2 separate regions of the Mus musculus genome follow, and region 1 is linked to region 2. A link is a contact called in public HiChIP or PLAC-seq data. All regions are on one chromosome and are shown on one strand. The core of a region is the stretch at or near the end of the contact, and the rest is flanking DNA. Distances in the headings are between cores, read along the strand shown.

Evidence for each region. HiChIP or PLAC-seq counts read pairs in DNA pulled down with a chosen protein or histone mark.
Region 1: a contact with region 2 is called in an H3K4me3 HiChIP or PLAC-seq map of bone marrow-derived macrophages, with 5 times the contacts expected there. The contact joins the promoter of Dhrs9 here to the enhancer-like site in region 2. A contact is called at or near these places in 6 of 39 promoter capture datasets (the 3T3-L1 cell line, cranial neural crest, frontonasal cranial neural crest and 3 more), 1 of 115 datasets of contacts at active chromatin or transcription factors (bone marrow-derived macrophages) and 1 of 9 other capture datasets (pancreatic islet).

The regions. Positions count from the first base shown.
Region 1 is chr2:69,377,059-69,384,456 of GRCm38.p6, forward strand. Dhrs9 (dehydrogenase/reductase (SDR family) member 9) reads left to right here and starts at 3,404. Exons shown (of 5, transcript NM_175512.2): 1 at 3,404-3,573. Gm36393 (a long non-coding RNA gene) reads right to left here. Exons shown (of 6, transcript XR_003953850.1): 5 at 3,394-5,245; 6 at 1,793-1,964.
Region 2 is chr2:68,823,895-68,830,356 of GRCm38.p6, forward strand. All of the region lies in intron 3 of Gm36231 (a long non-coding RNA gene), which reads right to left. Among named protein-coding and RNA genes, the nearest start is that of Gm36174, 4.7 kb to the left of the region's middle. Within about 2 kb of position 1,402, at least 87 of the 459 cell types and tissues checked have an H3K27ac peak or open chromatin away from gene starts, as enhancers often do. A contact at or near this core is called in bone marrow-derived macrophages and neutrophils, where this site is marked.

The sequences.
Region 1 (7,398 bases), core at 2,154-4,653, 560 kb after region 2:
AGCTAGGACTGTGACTGAAGTTTCTACTTTTTTAAAAAGTAGGCTAACACGGTTAACGTATGGAGACCTTCAGAAAAGTAGAGCCCCAAGAAAGCAGGGGACCTTGTGCATTTTTGTGCTGGGTTGGGTGAAAAGCAGTAGCCCGGCAGACCCATGATTTGACAAAGACAATGTCTAAGGGTAATAGAGCAAGGGGAAACCAGTAAGGCCCGAGGTCTCCCATATGAAACTATTCCTTCCCAGTGAGGATGGGATTGACTCATCTTAGGATCTTCTTCAGGTCAGTGGGTGTTGCAGATACTTCTAGCACACTCTCCTACTGCAGGGGTCACACTGAGGGAGCTCCCTCCTCTTCCCTCTTAAGAGCCCCCTTTTTCTTATTCCTCTGCTGGTCTTATTTCTCACAAGCCTCTCTGTGACCAGGAAGCCCTACTCTTCCTGGTGAGTCTTATGTCTGCTATAACCCTCCTTTCCCCCTGAACAATGGCTGCCCCATGTCATCCTCCTCACCCCACTGTTCAAGCCTCTTGTGTGTCGCTGAAAGAATGTGTCCTCCTCTAATATGAAAAAACTTTCTGCAGAGAATTCCCTAAGCGCTGCAATGACTCAGTCCTTCATCATTGGTCTGTCTGTCCGTCCTGCTATACAAGGGGACATAAGATCAGCTGGGCTTTATCTTACAGCTGGGAGAGTCAGGGAACAAACAAATGAGCAACAAAGCTCCCAGTTTGGGTACTCAGGTTTCTCATAAACAAAGGTAGTGTCGGTGTATAAAGTGGGGTGGGACAAAAGACAGGTTTCTCTTGTACAGAAAATAAGAAAGCCATCTATTGACCGAGGGAGGAGGAAGCACAAGGTCTGATCTTACATACTGGAAGTCATAAAGCCATTCCGAGCTAGTCAGAGAGCTGAGAGTGTCTGTGCGCAGAGTATTCATGGATCCCACCAGGAAGCAGAAAGATCACGTGCCCTGCGGGCTGACCTTAGGCGAGCCATACCAGACATACACCTGGACCACTAAGTCTGCTGTGGGGGTGGGGGAGGGGTAAGTGCTTTTCTCCACAGGGCTCCCTTCTCAAGATTCTCTGTGGTTGGACCAGAGATTCCCTCAGATCAGCACGGGTACAAGAAGTCTGATAGATGCTGACTAGGGCAGCTGGGAACTGAGGTAGTTCATTGAGTTTGGAAAGAGAAGAGATGGGGATACTCTTAGGTAGCTACAGACTTAGAAGAAAAGGGAGAGTTGGGTGTTTAGTGTGCTGTCGAAGTTCACTCCTATGTAGCTACAACCAAACTAACAACATAAAATTAAATGTGGGCAAATTCCACACTCTTAAAAGACGAAATAGAAGAAAAACCAAATGTCACTTTGGTGATACACACACACACACACACACATACACACACCCCACAGGTCATTTTTGATGACAGGAAGCCTGATGTAGGGATAATTCTGAACAAAGTAGCATTTTCTTGGTTTGTTTTTTGTTTTGTTTTGTTTTTCCAGACAGGGTTTCTCTGTATAGCCCTGGCTGTCCTGGAACTCACTTTGTAGACCAGGCTGGCCTGGAACTCAGAAATCTGCCTGCCTCTGCCTCCCGAGTGCTGGGATTAAAGGCGTGCGCCACCACGCCTGCTCAAAGTATCGATTTCAAAGGTAACATTCTTTCACTTGTGAAAAACAAAGGGGGTGGAGCTTCTTCTTTCTTTCTGTCTTTCTTTCTTTCTTTCTTTTGTTTGTGTGTCTATTTGTGTTACACACACACACACACACACACACACACACACACACACACACACCACAATGCACATGTGGTCAGAGGACAACTTTCAGGAACCAATTCTCTCCTTCTACCATGAGGAGATCTTGCAGATTGAAGTTGGTCTGTCACGTTTTCGAGGCGGCATCTTTTACCCTCTGATGGTGAATGATTACCGTCTCACTGGCCCTCACAGCTGACATCCTAAAGGGACAGAGCAAAACGAAGCAGAACTCAGTATGTAACTTTGAACATGGCTGCGATTTCAGCCTGGAGACAGGGCTGCTAACAAATGATTCCATTCGTGAACACCTTTGTCAATACCCAGCTGACAAGCTGAGGAAGGGGTTGTTTTAACCCCACCCCCACCTCTACCCCACATGCCTAGACACTGAACCTTTCAGTTTTATCAACAGTACTGAGAGACCACGCCAAGTAGAGGGCAAGAATTCCCAACCATAGCATGCAAATCAGGCTCGACATTTCATTTTTTTTAAGTCCATTTGGGGAATTTTTAAAAACAGAGCGGCACTGAGTGAGATTATTGAGTAGAGCTTGCAAAAGGTGTAACCTTTTCTTTGGCCTTTCCCTTCAGTCCTCCAGGACCACCCAGGTGCCTGAGGCTCTCTCCACCTCTCAGAAATAATAGCCTGCTTATAAGGAGGATTAATTACCATAGCTGTCTTCATATGGATTTCAATCCATGAGGTTTTTCTCTGAGGCCACAAGTTTGTGCCTGTACTCTGTATTGAGCGTTATTAAAGGGGGAAAGTATATTTTGCATATATCAGGTACCCCAAATATTTTTCTGGATAAACTAGTCTTTTGTCGTTGTGGAGGAACTAGGAACCACACCTACCTAATTTAAAAAGCAGTAGCCCTGTCTAGACTCCGGTAGAGGGATGGGCTCTTTCATTTGCTTGCTCTGAGGAGGAAATAGTAACTACTCTTCAAGAAGGAACAGAGCAGAGGTGGAAGCAGAAGAATACAGCTTGAAATTAGAAGTAAAACTTCAGTGCACTGTTGGCTTGCCTGTACTATCATGAGTAGGAGAGGCTGGGGGGGGGGGGGAGTTGGCAAGCTGCAGGGAAGGTGGGTGGCATCTCATCCCCCACCCCTTACAGCTTCAGCTGGCACCAAGCAATGCCAGGTCTGCTGGAAGCAGCTCTGGAAAAGGCCAGCTGGAGGTGAGGGGGCAGTCCTTTCTCGTTTTCACTTCCAGAGACATTTTCTAGATGTTTTGTCATACCTTAAAACACAAATTAGGAAAAGAAACCACAAATCATTCCCAAACCATATTTGGTCATTTATTATGTTGATCTTCTTGCTCATAAAAATTGTTTGTTTGTTTGTTTGTTTGTTTGTTTGTTTTTCAGTGAAATGATCAGTTCCTTGCACCAGGAGATTTACAAAAGATACAAAATAATTTTTTTTTAAAAAAGCTTCTTAGTTACTTGATTTCAGCCTCCTCCTTTGGTCAAGATAGCATGAGTAGTTTTCTCTAGCTAGCCACACTTAATTTATAAAAAGCACTGACGATTCCTTTGGAAACCTGTGACCTACAATCTCCCCGCCCTCCATCCACGGAGGAGAGACTTAGTCACCACTTGGTGTTGCAATAGGTGTGACTCACTGAGAGAAGTGGAAGTCTTCACACATGCAGGTCTCAGAGCTCCGCAGACCGCAGGCACCTTGAGAGGATCAGCTTGACGGAGCTGCACTTCCTTCCCCTGGACCACAGCAGGAAGGTGACAATCTGCAGCAGCGGAGCAAGTCGCCCTCAGCTTCTGCACTGCGAGTCATCTTCAGCGAGGTAACCGATGACTGTCCGATCGTTTGTCCCTTCACTCATGTCCTTGATTTTCCGTGTTCCTATAGAACAAACCAAGTTGTCTTTCAGCTGAGGTCAACTGTGCTTCTTTAACAGTTTGAGAAGGATGGGAGCAAAGTCCATCTCATACAGAAATGATCTGGGCGGCCCAGGAACTTGACTGAAACTCTCCTAGGACAGGGCTCTGTGACTATCCTGTAGCATCCTGCAGTCACAACCAAATACCTCTCTGTCTCTCTCCCTCCCTCCCTCCCTCATCACTCAATTCCTATTTGGCATCTTCTGTGGCTTTGAAGACTAATGAGAAATTGGTGACCTCAGCTTTCCAAGAGTTGTGGACATGTTAAAGAGTGCCTGGGGGTGGACCCATAACCACCAAGTGCGGACTAATCTGTTTCTCCACCTACTTTCCCAGTATTATCAGTTTCTGTAAACACATGTAGATGAACACTAAACTAGAAAAGAAAAACAATGTTGGGGATGAAGAAAAGTATTTCTAAGGAGCATGCTGGCCCAGGGTTCTGAGCTGTCAGAAAGAAAAAAAAATCCACATTTTATGATAAAGTGACTTGATATTTCAGATGCTCATGCACACACTAGGGTTTCAGCTGGTGGGGGCAATAATTCTGTAAAGCCTTGTGACACTCTTGGCCCAAAGCTAGGGTCCGGGTTTTATATATCTTAGTGTCACCTGGCACATATTAAATGCTCTGAAATACCCTTGGCTAGATGAGGCATGATGTAAGAATGGAAAGTTCTTTCATTTTTTGTGCTGGATATTTTCACATTTGAAAATGGTGTCCAAGTTTTAGACTAAACCTTTATACAAGGAAAACTTGTTACTTCATACATTGCAAGAGACAAGACCCTTGTGACAAATGTCATATTCTCAAGGGATATAATTTAAAAACACTAACATTTTCCTCTGGAGCAAAGCTAACTGTGGTTAAAAGACAGTGAGAGATTTGAGTATGCTCACTGGAGTGATACACACATATACTCAATTCTAAACTTCCTTTGGGACCATACGTTATAATAGCATTCTGCATGAAATCCCTTCCAGCTAGCAGTTAGTATTTTGTGGTCATAGATTTAAGAGTGACTCCTAATGTGCCATTACCGTCAGAAGGCACACAGACAAAACAATAAACCCAAAAGGACTTTAGGAGATTAATATTCATTCGCAAAGATGCTCTGGTAAATTGCTTTAATTTAAGAGTGTTCTCCTTAGACGTGTTTGTCCCTCTGGTGAGGCAGGACAGCCCCTGCTGGAGCTGCAGAGGAAGCACAGTTGAGAACTTCTCCCACCACCCACTGGGCGTGGAGCTGTGCCCTTCCGCAGGGACTCTGGTGAAATGTAACTAAGGAAACGTCTCTTCTTCCTGTTCTGGGAGGGAACTCACCATTCCAGGATGCCGAGTACCATCTCACCTTGGCTATGTCATCACCACGGCTAATATGCTTTTCACCAGATTCACAACAGAACAATTGCTGTTTCCTGCAAACATATTTTGTGTTGGGGTCCTTGGCTCCATCTTTTAATCCATCTTAGATTTTTTTTTCAGGTGTCCAACTTTAATCTTCCTCTTCAAGCGAGTGCATCTCCTTACCCATATGACCTCATTTGTATCACCAGACTCTCAGGTCCCATTTCCTTAGAGCAAAGTATACCAGACATCACTGAAAGGCCACATAAAGGTGTTTTGTTTTGTTTTGTTTTGCTTTGCTTTGTTTTGTTTTGTTTTGTTTTACTTCAGTAAAAAGGCAAAATATAAAGAATAAGTTCTGAGTATTAAACCATATATGCTGTTTCTAAATTAAGAAGCTCACATGTTCCAGGGTGTTCATTATTAAGAACACTTGCACTCCATAAGAAAAATCAGAAGATATTTCAGACAGACATCAACACTAAATGTTTTCTTTTTTCTTTTTCTTTCTTTCTTTTTTTTACTAAATGTTTTCTATTTGATTCATCTTGGTACAACTGTACCAAGTCTGTGGTTGATCCAGAGACTGCAACAAATTGAAGGTCAATAAAGATTTAATAAACTCCCAGTGTTTTCTGAAAGAGAATCTTCCATGGAGTTTTGTGGACAGAAAATAAGCTGAGCTGGGAGGAACCATTTAGAAAGAACTCTACCATCTAAGAAAGACTTTGAACATTACGGTTTATTTTTGTCTTGTCGCCTGTTTTCTACCAGTGGAGGGAGGCAACTAATAGAACTAAAATCAACAGGGTTTATTTTAAGTGTCCACTAAGAAACCTAGGAAGAGAACCCAGAAAGGGGAAGTGGAGCTCACTGCGGAGCATAGCGTTTTCTGACAGCTCTGACTTCTACCTGACAAATGAAGGCGAGATTCAGCCTCCTTTCATGGCTCCCTCCGAATCTCTGTTGTATGACAGAGTACTTCTGATAAAATGTTTTCATCCCTCCTAGCAACCGATGACACTGTGAAATATGATGGTTGTGTATGCTCAACCCAGGGAGTGGCACTATTTGGAGGTGTGGCCTTGTTGGAATAGGTGTGTCACTGTGGGTATAGGGTTTATGTAATACATTAGTCCTATCTGCCTGGAAGTCAGTCTTCTACTAGCAGCCTTCAGATGAAGATGTTGAACCCTCAGCTCCTCCTGCACCATGCCTGCCTGGATGCTACCATGCTCCCACCTTGATGATAATGGACTGAATCTCTGAACCTATAAGCCAGCCCCAATTAAACGTTGTCCTTATATGACTTGCCTTGGTCGTGGTGTCTGTTCACAGCAGTAAAACCCTAACTAAAACAGATGTGATCTTCTCCACATTGCTCTTCCATGTTCTTTTTCACAGTTTAAGCTGCCCAGGGAAAAGTCAGTTCTAAACACCGTGTAGCAAATATTCTAATTTGTGATATTTGACCCAGTTCCCCAAATACCATGATGATTAAATGAGATGCGTATTGTGAGATTTCTGGGATATGATCCTGAACTTTTTCATGACCTAAATTGGAAGTGAGAACACTACGTTCCTGTCCTGGTCACTCTCTCCCTTTGTCTTAGAGTTCAGAGATCTCAGAAATGGGTCCAGGGGTCATCATAACTTCCTCTCTTCCTTCTGCCCTGCCTATTGCTCTTCCATCGAAGGCCAAGCATCACACACAACACCGAGATGGTAGAGAAGTAGGCACAGAGCCTAGATGCCAGAGCCCAGTGAGAAGGCAGGCAGCACGGGTGGGATCAGAGGGGTCTGTCCCAGAGTCACCCAAAATCATAGCTCGTACCTTGGACCAATTAGCCTGCATTTCTGAATTCGTTTCTTCTAGAAAGATGTTTGTTTGTTTGTTTGTTTGTTTGTTTACTTGGGGTGTTTGAAACAGGAGCACATTGTGTTCTCCAGGCTGGTCTCTCTCTCTTTCCTATCTTTATCTCCAAGTGCTGAGATTGCAGACTTGAGTTACCACACCCAGAAGAAGAAGGAAATAATTTTATCAGGAAGTTTCAGATAAATATCTACAGGTCCAGGCAACCGCCTAGAACAGGGTTTCTTATGCTTCTCACACTTGTCCAAGAAACACAGACTTATATAGTCCCAACTATATAGATCTATAGAACAGGCATACAAAGCAAACATTTACTGACAAGTCATAAAGAAATTTATTTTGAAACAATTCTCTTGGATACACATAATTTTATCAAGTATTGACAATGAAAACAAATTTGCATACTGATGAAAGATGTGCTTGGTTATTTAAAAATAAAGAGCTAAACCTTAGCTAAATATTTGATACTACAGGCTACATCATCTTCAACATTTTTCCGAGTTGACT
Region 2 (6,462 bases), core at 152-2,651:
CCAGTGACATTGTAAGCGTATATGGAAGGGGAAAGCGGTGACAATTGTTAAGGGCCTCCTGCAATAGACATTCTTTTAATGGTGTAAAATGTTATGACCTCTCATTTTAATCTTTACAAGAACCTCACACAGTGAGTACCTTTATTATCTGTATGCTCTACATGACGACGCCAAGGCTTAAAGAGGGGAAGGAGCCTGAGAGCAAGCTGAGCAATGGAGCAAAGATTCATGCCTGAAGGTGCTAGGACACGGGCTTGGGTCTGTGTGGCTTTGTGTTCCATTCACCTTAAGGCTTCCTATGTTTTGGGGAAAGTCTTTGCCTTGTGTCCTGTGGAAGTAGATTCTAATGGACTCGTGCTAATCATGTTGGGGTGGTTTGAAAGGAAGTTTGAATGTCAGGAATCTATCTTGCATGTGCCTCTAATGTTAAGACCTAGATAAGAAAGAGGCCTTGTGGAGCTGAGACATTTAAGTTCATTGGGCTCTAATGCATACCTTTGGAGTTGTATGCTAAAGACTTGGAAAGGTCATTGTAACTATCTTAGCTGCTTCTCTAGTGTAAGTTCTATCAGACAGTCACTGACTACTGACTGTGAGCCAAAGCACTGTGCTGGGAGCAGTGGCCAGGAAATGACACCGGAAACAAGGACACAGCAGCCACCAACGTTTATTCAATGCACATGCATTGCATGGGCTATTTATGAGCTAGTTATTTATTTGGTACTAGGAACATACAATTACACTGGGTCTTTCTTCTTCTTCTTCTTCTTTTTTTTTTTTTTTTCGAGACAGGGTTTCTCTGTGTAGCCCTGGCTGTCTTGGAACTCTGTAGACCAAGCTGGCCTCAGAAATTCGCCTGCCTCTGCCTCCCAAGTGCTGGGATTAAAGGCGTGCGCCACCACGCCTGGCTACACTGGGTCTTTCTTATTTTAAAATATTTTCCAGATGGAAGAGGAAGAGAACAAACGCATGTCTCAATAAAACATGGTAGTACTGAAACAGAAGTGTATTTTAGGTATTATGGCTTCAGAGGATGCCTTAGGGCAGCGCCTCTCAACCTGTGGGTCATCACCTCTTTCACAGGGTTTATGCTACCTCTGGTTGATATCCCTGAGAGATCTCTTTTCTGAAGAGGAACTTAGGGAGGATGTGGGGGAGGGGACACTGGGAGGAGGGGAGGGAGGGGAGCCTGTGGTCAGGATGTATTGTATAAGAGAAGAATAAATCTTTTAAAAAGACCCAAGACCATAGGAAAACAGATATTTACATTAATTTATAACTGTAGTAAAATTAGCCACAAAATACTTTTATGGTTGGGGGAGGGGTCACCAGAACATAAGGAACTGTATTAAAGGGTGACAGCATTAGGGAGGTTGAGAAAGGGAGGGTAAAAAATTTCCTCAATCTTGAAAAAGGAAGACAGGTCTCAGTGTTTATATGAAGATCAGTTGAAAAGGGCTTTAGTGATGCCCAGGCTGGAATATTTCCTAGGTTGGTAATGAATTGGGCTGTGGTAAGATTCACCCCTGCCTTTAGTTTTTGGCCTCTCAAGGGTCTCCACACTAGTGAACTTGGACCCCCAGCCCTGCACTGGTCCCTCCTGTTAACAGTCTAGCTCTCATTACTTCCTCTTTCTAGCTCTGGTTACTTCCCCTCCTGCCTATTCCTCCACACACCCCTACTCACACCGCACTGGTCTTCTCGTCCCTCAAGGCCTGATCAGATCCAACTTCTCGTCTGAAGCCTCCAAGCCCACGCCTCCTCCTTAGAGTGGGGACGCTGCTCCCTGACCCCACCATGCTTCACTTCTGTGGGAAGATTTAGCTAGGTCCTCTCTGCGCCTATCTTTCCATTCAGGCTAATCAAGATCAGGGACTTAACCTAGGCTGCAATGAGGCAGAGCCTGCCTCCCTCCTGCTGTGGAAGCTGAAGGTGGGGCTTTTCTCTGCTTCCCGGAAGACAGAGGTTGGGAAAGACACAACAGCAGGGCTGTACCAATCATGTGAATTTACAAACTGCCATCTTTACATTTCTCCTTTCCAATACAATTAGGGACTGATATTCCATTAGGAAAGGAGTGGGGGAATTACTTGAATTTCATCTCAGGAGAGTCCTGGTGGCAGTCTAAACTAATTGGCATTTAGAGACCCACAGTTAAACATTAGGAGGAGCTTGGGGAAATTCTGCGGGGGGGGGGGGGTAATGGGGGGGTTGGAATTGAGGAGCCAGTGGGATAAGACACCAGGAGAACAGGGTCCACAGAATTAACTAAGTAGGGCTTATAGGGGCTCACAGAGACTGATGTAGCTATCACGGAGCACATATGCTGTGGTTGTTTAGCTTGGAGGGTTTTGTTGGACTTCTAACAATGGGGGAGTGTCTCGATTCCTTTGCCCACTCTTAGGACTCTTTCCCTCCTACTAGTTTGCCTAGCCCAGGCTTGACAGGAGAGTTTGTGCCTGGTCTTATTGCATCTTGTTATGTCATGTCCTGTTGATATTCCCAAGAGGTTCTCTTTTCTGAAGAAAAGTGAAGTTGTGTGTGTGTGTGTGTGTGTGTGTGTGTGTGTGTGTGTGTGTGTGTGTGTGATGCACTGGGAGGAGGAGAGGGAGGGCAGTCCATGGTCAGGATACATTGTCACTTTCAATAAATACACAATGACTGTGTATTTGTGGGGTACAGCGTGACAGTTGAATTCATCACTCATCTTGTATGACAATAAAACTATGGGCTCAGCATATTCATCACCCTTAGCATTCTGTTGTGATATGGATATTCAGTCCTCAGTTCTGTGCTCTTGGACTATACACTGCACTGTTGTCGCCCGTGGAATTCACAGGAAAAAACACACATGCTCCATATTGTATTTCACTCATGGCCTTGGATGGTGGCTGTCTTAGCACTAGGTGTTTTTGCTGGAGGCTCAACAAGGCTGAAGGGAACATGCCTTTCAAACTGTAGAACCACCAACTGAAGGTATTTGGTAAACACTTAAATTTTTTTAAGGGAGATTTAAATTTTTTAAAGATTATTTTTATTTTTATTTTTATGTGGACGCGTGTACTGCCTACATGTACAACAGGTGTGCCTGGCACCTGCAGAGACCAGAAGAGGACATCTAATTTCCTGGGACTGGGGTGACAGGTGGTTATGGGCTACCTGGTGGGTGCTAGGGACTGAAATCCCATTCTCTGCAAGAGTAGCGAATGCTCTTAACCACTGAGCCACCCTCTATCCCTAGAAGCCTCACTTTTTTTTTAAACTTTACAAATTGGATATTTTCTTTATTCAAATGTTATCCCCTTTCCAAGTTCCCTACCCTGCTTCTATGAGGGTGCTCCCCCACCCAGCCACCCACTCCTGCCTCACTAACCTAGCATTCCTCTACACTGGGGCTTCAAGCCTTCACAGGACCAAGAGCCTCTCCTACCATTGATGCCAGATAAGGCCTCTTCAGCTCCTTCAGTCCTCCATTGGGATCCCTGTGCTCAGTCCAATTGATTATTTTGTCCCCCCTTCTAAATAGGACTGAAGCATCCACTCTTTGGTCTTCCTTCCTCTTGAGCTTCTTGTGGTCCATGAGTTGTGACATGGGTATTCCATGCTCTTTGCCTAATATCCACTTATCAGTGAGTACATGCCATGTGTGTTCTTTTGTGGCTGAAAATATCATCAGGATGATATTTTCTAGATCCATCCATTTGCTTGGGAATTTCATAAAGCCGTTGTTTTTAATAGCTGAGTAGTAGTCCATTGTGTAAATGAAGCACATTTTCTGTATCCATGCCTCTGTTGAGGGACATCTGGGTTGTTTCCAGCTTCTGGCTATTATAAATATGGCTGCTATGAACATAGTGGAGCATGTGTCCTCATTACATGTTGGAGCATCCTCTGGGTGTATGTCCAGGAGTGGTATAGCTGGGCCCTCAGGTAATACTATGTCCAATTTTCTGAGGAACTGTCAGACTGATTTCCAGAGTGCTTGTACCAGCTTGCAATCCCACCAGCAATGGAGGAGTTCATCTTTCTCCACATCCTTGCCAGCATCTGCTGTCACCTGAGTTTTTGATCTTAGCCATTCTGATTGGTGTGAGGTGGAATCTCAGGGTCGTTTTGATTTGCATTTCCCTGATGATTAAGGATGATGAACATTTCTTTAAGTGCATCTCAGCCATTCAAGTTTCCTCAGCTGAAAATTCTCTGTTTAGCTCTGTTTCCCATTTTTTAAATAGGGTTATTTGGTTCTCTGGAGTCTAACTTCTTGAGTTCTTTGTATGTATTGGATATTAGCCCTCTATTGGATGTAGGCTTGGTAAAGATCTTTTCCCAGTCTGTTGGTTGCCGTTTTGTCCTATTGACAGTGTCTTATGCCCTACAGAAGAAGCTTTGCAATTTTATGAGGTCCCATTTGTCAATTCTTGATCTTAGAGCAGAAACCCTTAGTGTTCTGTTCTGTTCAAGGCTTTTCCCCACTTTCTCTTCTATTAGATTCAGTGTATCTGGTTTTATGTGGAGGTCCTTGATCAAGCTTGGACTTGAACTTTGTACAGGGAGATAAGAATGAATCAATTTGCATTCTTCTATGTGTTGACCTCCAGTTGAACCAGCTCCATTTGTTGAAAATAGAAGCCTCAGGGGGTGGAGAAATGGCTCAGTGGTTAAGAGCACTGACTGCTCTTCCAGAGGTTCTGAGTTCAATTCCCAGCAACCTCATGGTGGCTCACAACTATCTGTAATGGGAGCTGATGCCCTCTTCTGGTGTGTCTGAAGACAGCTACAATGTACCAACATAAATCTTTAAAAAAAAAAAAAATAGAAGCCTCACTTTTAATCACTTTTAAATTGTATGGATAACATAATTTTTAAATTTTGGCATTGTGAGATTTTTGACTTTATCAAGTTGGGAATCTTTGATAAAAGATCTGTGAAATGACACAAAACATCCTAGAAATTTTAATTGAGATGAATTAACATAGATGAGAGTCAAGTCTAAATGTTTTATGTTTTAAAATACCAGTAAATAATTATTATACATTTTCAAACCAACAAATAATATATATAAGTGAAACTAATATATATGTGTATACATATGTATATTATATCTATATGTATATTAAAGCTATAATCGCATATGTTACTAATTATACATCCTGGAAAGAAAAAAAGGGAAAAAAAAAGCAGGCAGTTTATCAGAATGTTAGTTAGGAACTATCCGATTACCTATGTGTAATTGTTAGGTGGTGAGTGTTCAGTGTATAAGTAGCAGGTTTTGTTGTGACTTTTGTACATGTGTGTAATGTGCTTTCCTCACATTCATCACCAGCAGTCCCCTCCCCCTGATTTTTTTAAAATGAAATTTCATCTGTTTGATTCTGAGATAAGTAGCTACAACCTGAACAGCCAGAGAGAAGACGGTTGTTCAGATCTGCCTCCTGTATTGTGTTAGAGATTCTTGTTCAAGGTGTGAGTCAGGTATGTGAGACACTGAGGAGCTCTAAAGAGTCCTTCTAGGACTCAAGTGTCTGTTATTATTCTTTTTCTCAGACAGTTGAGTCACTTGGTACTTTATCTCAGTCATCCTTCTCACTTCTTAATATCCTATCCTGAAAACTCCCTGGTGCTTGCGCTCTCTTCCTTCCTCCTTCCCTCCCTCCCTCCCTCTCTCCCTCCCTCCTTGTTTAGGCAGGTTCCTGTCACTTGGTACTCTCTTTTTTTCCTCTTTTTTGTCTTTGTTGGTTTCATGACTTTGACCCCAGGATTTTTCTCAGCATTTAAAGCAACTCCCAGTTTTTATGACTGCTGCTATGCTGAGGTAGATTTACATCCCCTGAGAACCACAGCGCCTTGACGTGGCACAAACTCCTTCCTTCCAGGAACCCGGCTGAGTGTGCTAACTCGGTCTATCTGTCTTTCTTTTCTTTTTTTTCTCCCTTCCTTTCTTTCTTTTTTTTCTGTCTTTCTTTCTTTATTCCTTTCTTTCTTTCCTTCCTTCCTTCTTTTCTTTCTTTTTTCTTTCTTTCTGTCTTCCTTCCTTCTTTCTCTTTCTTTCCCTTCCTTCCTTCCTTCCTTCCTTCCTTCCTTCCTTCCTTCCTTCCTTCCTTCCTTCCTTCTTCACGCACTGACTCAAACAAGTATTATGCATATATTCTGGGAATGCTGGAAAACACCAAGACAGTCTGCCCCACTCTCTGACCTTAAGAAACGCATACTGTGTGACATAAGAGAGTGAGATGGTTACCTCCTGGATGCTGTCATAAAGCATCTGGTGTGAGCATCTTAGGGAAAGAGTTTGTTGTGTGGCTCACAGTTTTAGGGAGAACATTCCGCTCTGGTCTAGAAATCGCGACAGCAGGTGCTTCCTGCGCATCTTGGTGGATCAGAAAGAGACATAGATACTAGCCTCAAAGCCCATCCCCAGAAACCCACTTCTGCTAGCCAGTAGGGACCACTGAAGTGTTCAAA